Linked DNA regions of Canis lupus: all the other regions are linked to region 1. The links are chromatin contacts, called in public Hi-C maps. All regions are on one chromosome and are shown on one strand. The core of a region is the stretch at or near the end of the contact, and the rest is flanking DNA. Distances in the headings are between cores, read along the strand shown. Region 1 holds the start of LEKR1 (leucine-, glutamate- and lysine-rich protein 1). Region 2 holds the start of TIPARP (protein mono-ADP-ribosyltransferase TIPARP). Region 3 has its middle 56 kb from the start of CCNL1.

Evidence for each region. Hi-C and Micro-C count contacts between places; a contact is called where the count stands out from the background.
Region 2: a contact with region 1 is called in a Hi-C map of blood, with 4 times the contacts expected there. The contact joins the promoter of TIPARP here to the promoter of LEKR1 in region 1. A contact is called at or near these places in 4 of 9 Hi-C or Micro-C datasets (amygdala, blood and skin fibroblasts).
Region 3: a Hi-C map of blood shows a contact between it and region 1, with 2.0 times the contacts expected there. The contact joins the enhancer-like site here to the promoter of LEKR1 in region 1. A contact is called at or near these places in 2 of 9 Hi-C or Micro-C datasets (amygdala and blood).

Annotation. Positions count from the first base shown.
Region 1 is chr23:50,943,375-50,947,081 of UU_Cfam_GSD_1.0, reverse strand. LEKR1 (leucine-, glutamate- and lysine-rich protein 1) reads right to left here and starts at 2,263. Exons shown (of 13, transcript XM_038571291.1): 1 at 2,143-2,263.
Region 2 is chr23:50,803,267-50,806,831 of UU_Cfam_GSD_1.0, reverse strand. It overlaps TIPARP (protein mono-ADP-ribosyltransferase TIPARP), which reads right to left and starts at 1,271. Exons shown (of 6, transcript XM_038571279.1): 1 at 1,133-1,271.
Region 3 is chr23:51,148,699-51,152,217 of UU_Cfam_GSD_1.0, reverse strand. No RefSeq gene overlaps it. Among named protein-coding and RNA genes, the nearest start is that of CCNL1, 56 kb to the left of the region's middle. Within about 2 kb of position 2,202, at least 5 of the 20 cell types and tissues checked have an H3K27ac peak or open chromatin away from gene starts, as enhancers often do. A contact at or near this core is called in blood, where this site is marked.

The sequences.
Region 1 (3,707 bases), core at 1,014-3,513:
AAATGTCTCCACGATGCAGAAAGAATTGCATTGTTTTTGTTGATGTTGAGTGAGCAGTTTCATTAGACTGTGATGCACATCAGAGCGGGTCTGCTAAAGAGACTAGAAGGACAGACAGAAATCCCAAGTTTTTTTTTGTTTTGTTTTGTTTTGTTTTGCACAGCTGTGGAGACACAACCCATTGCATACACGCTCTCGGGAGAAATGGCCAACTCGTCCTCGATGCAGCCTGCTACACACGGGGCCGTGGCTGGTTGTCAATTCACGGGTCCTGGAAGGGGCGGTCTGCGATGAGGTCGAGCTGAGGGCGACGGCTCTAGGGCCTACCCACCTGCAGCACGGAGCCCCCGGCCCCCCAGGTGCAATCCCAAGGCACAGGGATAGCGCTTCCCGGATGGCTGCATTTCCAAAAAAAAAAGAAAAAAAGGGGGCTCTCACGTCTAGAAACCCCTCCTGGGTCATTAAAAAGATTTCCCTGCGTACCCGAGGGGCAGAGGGCGCATGCCCGGGGCAGGCAGGCTTGCACTAGTCTGCGCGTTGCAGCAGGTCACGGTCAGGCCTTCCCGTTCCTGCAGGTGACCCTGGCCCCGGGCGCACCTGCCTAAGCGCTTGGGGACCCGCCGCCTGAGCAGGAGCAGGAGGTGCCGGGAACACGGGGACGCCCCGGACCGCCCGCTGCCCAGCCCCTGGCTCGCCGCAGCTCGCGCCCGGCTCTCGGCCCTCGGGTCGCGGGCTCCCCGCCCCCCCCGCCCCGTGGGAACCACCCAAGCGAGGTCAGGGCCCGGGCGGCGGGCTCACGCCCCGAGGCGTCCCCGAAGCGGCGGGCGCTCCGGCCCACACCGCCGCAGGCCTCCGGAAACGCGGGCCTTCCCAGCCGGTGCCCCCGGGCCGCCGCGGCGGGGGGGGGGGGGGGCGCGGGGCGGAGGCCGGGCGGGGCGCCTCGGCTGCGAGGGGCGTCCCGGGCTGGGCAGGCGGGGCGCTCACCTCCGGCTCCACCCGCGGCGCGCACGGCTTCCCCGGTCTCCCGGGAGACCGCGCCGCACGTCGGCCGGACGTCAGGGCGCGGTGACGTCACGGCCCACGCCGCCCGCTGACGCAGAGCGGGGCTCCCTGGCCACGCCCCCGGCCCGAGCGCCGGCGGAAGCGGGAGGGGGGGGCTTGGGGGCGGGGCGTGCGGGGGCTGCGGAGGAGGACCGGAGCGTCCCCAGGCCGAGGGGGACCCGGGGAGGCCTTCCGGGGGGGGCGGGGAGACCCTCCTGCGGGGGGATGGAGACCCTCCTGCGGGGCAGAGAGACCCTCCTGCATGGGGGAGAGACCCTCCTGCATGGGGGGGGAAAAGACCCTTCTGCGGGGGTGGGGAGGCAGAGAGACCCTCCTGCGGGGAGATGGAGAGACCCTCCTGCACGAGGGGGAGGCGGGCGGGGGGGGGGGGGGGAGACGACCCTCCTAAGGGGTGGGAAGAAACCCTCCTAAGGGGTAGGGAGAGATCCTCCTAAGGGGGGATGGAGAGACCCTCCTGCACGGAGGGGGGGAGACCCTCCTAAGGGGGGATGGAGAGACCCTCCTAAGGGGGGGATGGAGAGACCCTCCTAAGGGGTGGGGAGGGACCCTCCTGCACGGGGGGGGGGGGGGGAGACCCTCCTAAGGGGGGATGAAGAGACCCTCCTGCACGGAGGGGGGGAGACCCTCCTAAGGGAGGATGGAGAGACCCTCCTAAGGGGTGGGGAGGGACCCTCCTGCACGGGGGGGGGGGAGGGAGACCCTCCTAAGGGGGGATGAAGAGACCCTCCTGCACGGGGGCGGGGGGGAGACCCTCCTAAGGGGTGGGGAGGGACCCTTCTAAGGTGGGGATGGAGAGAGCCTCCTAAGGGGGGATGGAGAGACCCTCCTAAGGGGTGGGGAGGGACCCTCCTGCACGGGGGCGGGGGGGAGACCCTCCTAAGGGGGGATGAAGAGACCCTCCTGCACGGAGGGGGGGAGACCCCCCTGCGGGTGCCCCCGCCCACGGGCCCCTGGCCCGGGCCCCAGCCCTCCTGGCAGGCACAGGCACGGCCGCTGGAGGTGCTGAGCCCGAAGGGGTGCGGGGCGGTTCTGCCCCTTGGCGTGGCCGCGAGGGCGCGGGGAGGCCGTGGGGACGCTCACCCCGACCCCAAGGAGTCAAGACGCAGGAGCCTGGCCCGAAAGCTCTCTTGAAAACCCTAGTTGGCGAGTGATGGCAGAGGCTGCTCAGCTGCGGGACGGGACGTCCTTCCTTCCTCCCTAAGACAGTGCTGAGGGATGAGCTCCTCCCGAGAGGCAGGCACCGGCCCCTCGGCCCCTCGGTGGGGTGACGCTCAGTGACTCACGGGGGGGGGGGCAGCTCTTGGGGTGATTGTCATGACTCCTGAACCGTCCCCATCTCTCCTTTGTGAGGATTCCATGAGGTCGAAAATGCAGCTGTCACAGGAGAAATCACCGGTGGCTCAGGGGCAGAGAAAGACACTTGCTACCATCAAATGAAGGGAGGTTGAGTATAAACACAAAGAAAACCACAGCCTGCAGGTTTGGGGGTGCTCAGCCCAAGTGGCCTTGGTAGCTGCCCACCGATGAAAATGAGAGCATGCAGTGCCCCACTCTCCCAAAGGCCTTGCTGCTCCAGGCACGCAGAGTGGAGCTAGGGGGACCCCGGCCGGCGTGTTTGCCCCAATGCCAACTACTGACTTAGAGTCTTCACCCCCTCAAAGAGCATTGTTGGTAATCTAGGGAACACGAGCAAGAAGAGTATTGGAGAGAGAATTAAAGGGAGTAGAGGAGACAACCAAGTGGTCAGGGAGACGGGCAAAGAACGTGGACAGCTGCTCATGTTCAGCGTGTTTCTGAGGGACGGTGGAGGTGCGCCCGTTCTCAATAATGGGGTTCATACATGGGACCCAAAGCAGTTCATCTAGATCCACTGAGCGCTTCATCTAGAACAGAAGCTGCACTCCCAAGTGAGTCTGCTGAGGCTAGTTTGGCCACTAGTGTGATTATGAGCAATAATATTTATTGAGTGCTTCACGCATGATAAGCAGAGGAAACGCCTTAAGGATGGGAGAAGATACGGCTAAAAGGCTGTAATTCATTCTGAGATTTAATGTCATCCGTCCTCAGTCTTGAGACTAGTATTCCTCCCACCATCAACGTCCACACCGTAAATGTTTCTTAGAACTTCCTGTCCAATACGATAGCCACATGTGACTATTTAGTTAAAATGAGATTTTTTTTTAAATTCCATTTATTGCACTAGCCACAGTACAAGGGCTCAGGAGTCACCTGTTGCCATGGCATCAGACAGCCCATATCTAGAACATTATCATCATCAGAGAAAGTTCTACTGAACAGCAGTAGGCCCAGTAAGAATTTCAAGGATGAAGAGAGTTAATAAATTGTGAAGAATAGCTTTTGTTAAAAAGTGGTAGTGAAAAGTGTTATTCCTGCAGACCACAGCACAGATGAAGATTTGTGACGGGGTGTTACTTTTTAAAAAAAGTAATCCCCTAAGCCTCTCCCCAGTGTCTTGTGTGTTTATTCTTGGCTCTGTGTTGATCTCTTCCTCTGAGTTTCATTCCTTGTCTCTTTTGTTTTTCCACTGCTTTTTCTCACCCCATTATTGGCCATACTGGAACCGAAGTAGAATTCCTATCATTGAACATATTGAATAAAGTTTTGTGTCATTCTGCTCTTGAATT
Region 2 (3,565 bases), core at 22-2,521, 140 kb after region 1:
TCTTGCCTCCAGGCACAATTGGCACGGACTGTGGTATTCCCTCTCCACCACGCCGAGCCCGCCCGTGCCTCCCCTCGCGTGCGTGCGTGCACACACTCACACTCACTCACACGCACCCCGGCCCCCTCCGATCACGGGAAGAGACGCTGCACCCGTCTCATTTACACGGCAGTGGACGCGCACGCACGCTCTTTTCCTGTTATTGCCCTCCGACCCGCTCGGAAATAAGACCGAGGAGGAGGCAGAGCGCTAAGGAGTGGCTGCGGTGGGGAAGTCACTAGGACTTGTTCCTCAATTAGTTTGCATAACAGAAAAATAAAGATTGGAGGGACACTTCCTCCGGGCTGGGGCCCCCCCGCAGCCGGCGACCTACCGCTCCCGCCGCCCCCCGCCCCGCAACCGCCCGCTGCGAACTCCGCGCTCCCGCAGACCCCGCGTGGTGACCCCCGGGCTCCCCCGGCCCCCGCGCCCCGAGACCGCCCGGCGCGGACTCCGCAGCCCCGCCGCCCCCCGCCGCCGAGCCCGGGTCCGAGGGACGCCTCCTGCCGGCCGCCGCGGGCCCCGCAGCCCCGCCCCCCGGGCCGCCCGCAGCCCCGCGCAGCGCGGAGGAGGCGCCGCCCGGCCCGGCCGACCCCGCGTCCCCGAGCATCCCGCGCGCCGTCCCGACCCCGTCGGGGCCCCTCCTCCGCGGAAGCCGCTCGGGCCGCCTCTGCAGCTCGGCCGTCCCCGCCTCCCGACCGACCTTGCCCAGGGGCTCGTCCCGCGGGGCTCGGACGCTCGCGGGCACCGGGCGGCCGGCGCCGCGGGGCGGGGGCGGGGGCGGGGGGCGAGGCCGGCGCGCGCTCGTGCGCCCGCGAAGTTGACGTGAGAACCGCCCGCAAAGTTGTGGGCTGCGGCGCCGCCGAGCGCGCGGGGTCGGTCGGGGTCCGCCCGCGGGGTGCCGGCCCGCCGCCGCCGCCGCCTCCCGATCCTACACCTGCCCGCGGCCGCGAGGGCTCCGGGGGTGCAGGCCGCCCCGTCCCGGGCTGGCGGGTCCGAGGGAGCCCGCGGGGGCACGGACGCCGCGAGGCCGGCGCCCCCGCCCGCCATCCCCGCCGGGTCTGCCGCCCCCCCCGCCGCCCGCCGCCCTCACCTGATGGCGCCGCCGGAGAGCGCGGACCGCGGAGCCGGGGCGCCGGCAGCGTCCGCGCGGAGAGCGGGCTCGGGCGTCCGACGGTCAGGCCGGGGCCGCGGCGGGCAGCGCGCGGGCCATTCCGCCGCCGGGAGCGCAGAGAGCAGCGGCCGCACTGCCCGCTCCGGCTCGCTCGCCTGTCACCCCGAGCTCCGCTTTAAAGTGGCTTCCGGTCGCCTCCTCTCGGCTGCCCCGTCGCGGAGGCGGAGCCTGGGCCGCGGGGGAGAGGGGCGGGGTGAGAGGGCCGGGCGCTCAGTGGGCGCCGCCGGGGAGGGCGGGGCGTGCGGAGCGAGGGGGGCCCGCCCCGCGTGCGCGTGCGCGTGCGCGTGCGCGTGCGCGCTCGCTCCCGGCGTGGGGAGGCGCGCGGAGCGTGCGTGCGTGCGGCGGCCGCGTGCTCCCGCGAGGGGGCGTGTCCTCCCGCGCGCGCACGCGCGCTGTGCGGGGGTGGGGGTGGGGGTGGGGGTGGGGGTGGGGGTGGCGGTCGCGCGGCCGTGAGGAGCGGCGGTGTGCGCCGCGTGGGGCGGGCGCCGCCTGACTGACTGAGGGGCTCCGGGACGGGATGCGGGACGGCACGAGGCGTTTCCGTGCGGCCGGCCTTCCCGGCCTCGGCGCCGCGGGACCCCGACGGGAGCCGGACGGCTGCTACGGTCGCCGCGGCCAGACGGGGTCGCCCGCCCCCTGCCTGACGGGCCGCGAGGGAAGGCCCGGCACGCGGCGGGGACCCGGCGACGCCCCGGCAGCCGCCGCCCCGCGCAGCGCCACGGACTCCCCCTTCCAGCGCGCACCCGGCGCGAGTTTGCCGTAGTTTCTGGGCCGACGAAGGTCTTGGGCGGTGAGTCCTCGGATGGCTTCCGGTGGTGCGGGGACAGCCCTGCGTGCAGCTCGTGGATCCCGCTGTGTCGGGGGACAAGGGCCCTGGATGGCGGTTGGTCGTGGACAGAGACGCGCACGCAGCTTGCCAAGAGCTGCTCCCCGCCCGCGCGGCCTCAAGTCTGACTGAGTCCCACAGCTCGGAGGCTTCGTGGGTTGAAAAAGACAACTATTATCCTTAAAAAAAAGAACAAACAAAACAAAACAAAAAACAAAAAGAAAACAACAACAACAAAAAAACACAAACACACACCGGAACGCCTATATAAAGAGCTAAGCGGCAGTAGGACTGGAGATAACGGGTCTCCAATCTTCTCACGCGCTTCTAAACCACACGACGCCAACAAGAAGTGGATTAAGGGCGGCGCCTCCCCCAGCAGGCGCGCTCCACGCGGCATCAAGTCCAGGGGGTTCAGCGAAGCTACGAATGACACCGACAGGATTCGGACGCTCCTAGGTAAACATTGAATTTTCAGGCTTAAAAACTGTGTTAAGGCAGCGTCTTGGTCTGCGCCTGCTCATACACGGAGTTACCTAGAAGCACGTTTCCTTTTTGTTTGCTTTTTTTTTTTTTTTTAAGATTTTATTTGTTTATTCATTAGGGACAGAGAGAGAGAGGTAGAGACACAGGCAGAGGGAGAAGCAGGCTCCATGCAGGGAGCCCGACGTGGGACTCGATCCCGGGACTCCAGGATCACGCCCTGGGCTGGAGGCAGGTGCTAAACCGCTGAGCCACTCCGGCTGCCCTAGAAGCGAGCATCTAAGTTCAAAAAATAGCATTTTGCTGTTTGCTCTTTGTCTCATCTGTTCTGTGGTCCTTACACTTCACGCTTTCTTTTGGATTAAGTGTTTTTAATTCTGTTCTCTCCCACCCGTTAAATTACACGTTATTTATTCTTTTAGAAATACCTCATTTATTATTTTTTTTAAGAAATTTTTTTTAAAGGTTTTATTTATTCATTCATGAGAGACACAGAGAGAGAGAGAGAGGCAAACAGACAGGTAGAGGGAGAAGCAGGCCCCATGCAGGAAGCCTGATGTGGGACTGGAGCCCAGATCTCCAGGATCGCACCCTGGGCAGAAGGCAGGCAATCCACCATTAAGCCACCCAGGTGTCCCATAACTCAGTTACTTTATTGCTGTGTACAAACCACCCCAAAACTTAGTGACCTAAAACAGCAATTCTTACTTGCTCACGATTCTGGATTCTCTGGTTTAGGAATTAAGCCAGGTCGTGGTGCATGTGGCTCATCCGCACCTGGGGATGCTTATTGCTTCGACTGGAGTGCCCTAAACGGCTGGGCCTGGCTCAACTAGGGCCGTATGTCTCTGGCTACTGGCTGGGTTCCCTAGTTTTTCTCTACAAGGCTTCTCCTCATGGCTAATTTGGGCTTCCTTGCAGCATTACAATATCTGGGTTCCAAGAAGGAACAGTCCAAGAGGACCCCTGGAAGAAATGGAATAGGAAGGTCCTCCTACAGAACCGAATCAGGAACTGACTGATGAACTGACCAAGGGCATAGA
Region 3 (3,519 bases), core at 953-3,452, 210 kb before region 1:
TCACCTCCACCAGGCAGATGAATGCCTTGAGCAGACTAAATTCATACGTCATGATTCCTATTACTCCTAAAAGCACCTTTTTTAAGCACCTAAAATCGAACCATACCTTCAACCAGTCTACCCAGTTTAGCAAACTAATGGATTCCATTGTTGGTTTAGCTGGTTAGAGCTGGGTTTCAGTCACCTGCTACCCAGAGTCCTGACCGACATGGTAATAACAGGAACTATGTCACATCATTCGCGTGGTGTTGAGCACAGCTCCACATGCAAATGAGGCTCATTAAATGCATTTGACAGATGGATGCCATGGTTAGATCCATGACTCAGACAAAGGTGGTTGTGAAGAGCTCAAGTCCATCCCCAAACCCTTCAAGTGCACTGCTTCCCTTCACCTGGTGGAAGAAAAAGAATGAAGGAAGAGGACTCCTTCCTTTGGGTTAATGGGGACAGAAGAGCTTCTCCTCCCATCATCCTGCGGAGGTTGTACCGAGACCCCACCCACTCTATTCCTCCCCGTTCACCCAGCCCCACCTCTCTTTAGCCTGTCAGCATGTTTCGGTGTCTTCCAGTAAAAAGACATCGACCGAAGCCAACCCCCCCCAAGGCTCCCTGGCTGTAATTTCCCCTTCTCCAACCACCCAACTCTTCCGAAGCAGTAAGCTGTACCCACTGTCCTGCTGCTCCTCTTTCTTGACTCTATTTGCCTCCAACCCCTTGTGACCTGGTTTCTGCTCTCATGACCTCATCGAAACAGGGGTCAATGACTCATCCATGACTTGACTTCCTCATTGTCCCTCTCAATGGTTACATCCCAGCGTTCATGTGCTGGGCATCTCTGTGGCATTTCCTGCTCCTGGTCACTTCCTCACCCCAGAAAAACCTCCTCACTTGGACTGCTTGCTGCCATTTTCCCCCTAGTTTTTTCACTTTTCTGCGCTCTCCTCAGGACCCCTATTTGGGCCTCAGGACCCGGTACCCATCAGGTTCAGCTCTCCTCCATCCCATCACCTTCCCACTCAGTGCAGCCCCAGCTTCAGGGCCCACCTCTATGTTGACTATTTCCCGGGGGTGCTTCGCGCAGCCTCTCTCTGGCAGGCTTGGCACCTGGAGGTCACCCCTGGAAGTCTCCTGCACATGAAAAATGCGTTCAAAACATGCCATCCTCCACTCAGAGCCATTCCTCGTCCTCCAGTCACTATCACAGCGAGTGCTACCGCTATCCGTGGAGCTGCACGAACCTGGGAACTCTTCTGGGTTCCGATTTTCCATTTCCTTCTCCCTGCTTCCTGAAACGGAGCCTCTGGAGCAGTGTGCAGGAGGGGGTGAATGAACACAGAGTCAGGGCTGAGCTGAGTCTAAAGCTTGAGGTCATTTGACCTTTTACATGTTTTTCCAAGCTCCTCCGTTTACACCAGGGCACGGGCCTGGACGGTCTTCAGCTCTGATGATCCAGAGTCCAGACCGCTCCAGTCTGACGCCGTAGGGGCTTCACCCCCATTCCTTCTGGTCGCTGGGAGGGATTGCTCCTCTGCCTGCCCTGCCTAGGAAGAGAGGAGAGCTGCCTGCGATGAGCAGGACTTCAAACCTAAATCAAACCTCCTCGGAGAACGCATTTCACTCTGCTGAGAGGTCCTCACCTATCTCTGCAGCCGCCATGAGTCACAGCGAGAGCTGGGAAAGGAGGGAGACAGAGGGTGGCGGCCAGCAGCTGGTGGAAACATAGACAGTTTCCTCTCGCCTCTGTGTGCCAGGTCACGTAGCCCTGGGTGAGTCTCCCTAAGTGCCACCCAGGGCTTAGGGGGAAAGTACCTTCCCTCTCGTTCTGCGTCACTTTGGTCTGGAAATGAGTATTGTGACTGTCCCGGGGACACCTCTGTACCCACCGCTTCTAGTCCCCAAATCCTGCGTGCACATGGGGGTGCCTTGCACTGCAGTGACCACGCTGAGCAGTGTGCACCTCATGTCACTTACACCCTGCGACCCGGCAGGTAGGTTCTATTTCATCTCCTTTTTGCAGACCAGGAACCCACGGCTCCCAGAGCTTAGCTACACCGGGCCACCTGGCTAGTAGTGCAGGCCTGCCGAGGTCGAGCCCAGCTGTGACTGGTCGACGCCCATGCAGAGGGCACGGCCTCTGATGTGTCCCTGCTTATCTTCCGTGCCATGCACGCGCCTGGCCCGCAGCAGCCTGCAGCCTGATGGATGCTCACGGAAGGGGCGTGCAAGCCTCGCCCTACGGGCTGGATCTGGCCCCAGCTGCAGGGATTCAGAAACTGCAGCCTGGGCCGGCGCCCACCGCCCTCTGCATCCGCCTCCTCGCAGATGCCCTGGAGGGAGCCTGTGCCTTCAGCACCCTCTGGCTCGCTTCCGACGATGCGGCTTCCCCGCCGAGCAGCCTGGCAACGGGGGAGAGCCTGACCCCGGGCGCTCGGGGCTCCGCGGGGCAGCCCCGGCCCCACCACCGACGCATGCGCAGCCCCGACGGCGGGAGCCCGGAGCCGAGCCCGGAGCCGGCGGGCCCTCTCCACGCATGCGCGGCCCCCCACCACCAGAGTCCGAGAGCCCGGGAGCCCGCGAGGCCCTCTCCACGCATGCGCAGCCCCGACGGCCGGAGCTCGAGAGCCCGGAGCCGACGGGCCTTCCTCACGCATGCGCGGCCCCCGCGGCCGGAGCCTGGGAGCCAGGAGCCAGCATGGCCCTCTTCACGCATGCGCGGCCCCGACGGCCGGAGCCCAGGAGCCTGGCAGCCCGGGAGCCGAGAGCCGGCGCGGCCCTCCCCACGCATGCGCGGTCCCCGCGACGGGAGCCCGAGAGCCTAGGAGCCGGCGCGGCCCTCCCCACGCATGCGCGGCCCCGGCGGCTGGAGCCCGGGAGCCCGGAGCCGGCGCGGCCCCTCCACGCATGCGCGGCCGCGGGGCGGGAGGGGCGGTGCAGGGAGCTGCAGCGAGCGCCTGCCCCGCGGCGGGAAGTCCGCGTCCCCGTCCCCGCAGGGACCCGGTGCGCCTGCCGGGAACGAGCCCCCGGGGAGCCACGCCCTCGTTAGCAAAGGCCGGGGCTCGCCCTAGGCCCCCGGGAAAGCGGTTCCCGGCGCGGTCGGGGGCCCCGGGAGCGCCCTGCTGTGCAGAGGAGCTCGGGAGCGGATGTGGGGGGTGGGCGCCCCGGGCGCCGCCTGCAGGGGTGGAGGTGCTGGGGGAGCGCGGGGAGCCCGCCCGACTTCCCTGACCTCGCTCGGCTGCACGTCGTGCCCCTGCGGGGTGCGGGGTGCGGGGTGCGCGGTGAGGAGCGCTGGCCTCCAGGGGGCTGGGGTGGGAGGGGGCGTGGGCCGCAGCCCCGGAGCCTCCCTGCTGGCATCCATCCGCCCACCCCGCGGGACTCACCTTTGGTTTCCTTCAGCTTCACTCCATTTCCCTCCCAGGCCCCAAGAAGTCTGCAAAAGGAGATACTAAAAATGATTGCAGAAAGTTAAACCAGGCGTGAAATGACCCCTAAAATGACAGGGAGGTCGTGGAGAGGCACTGT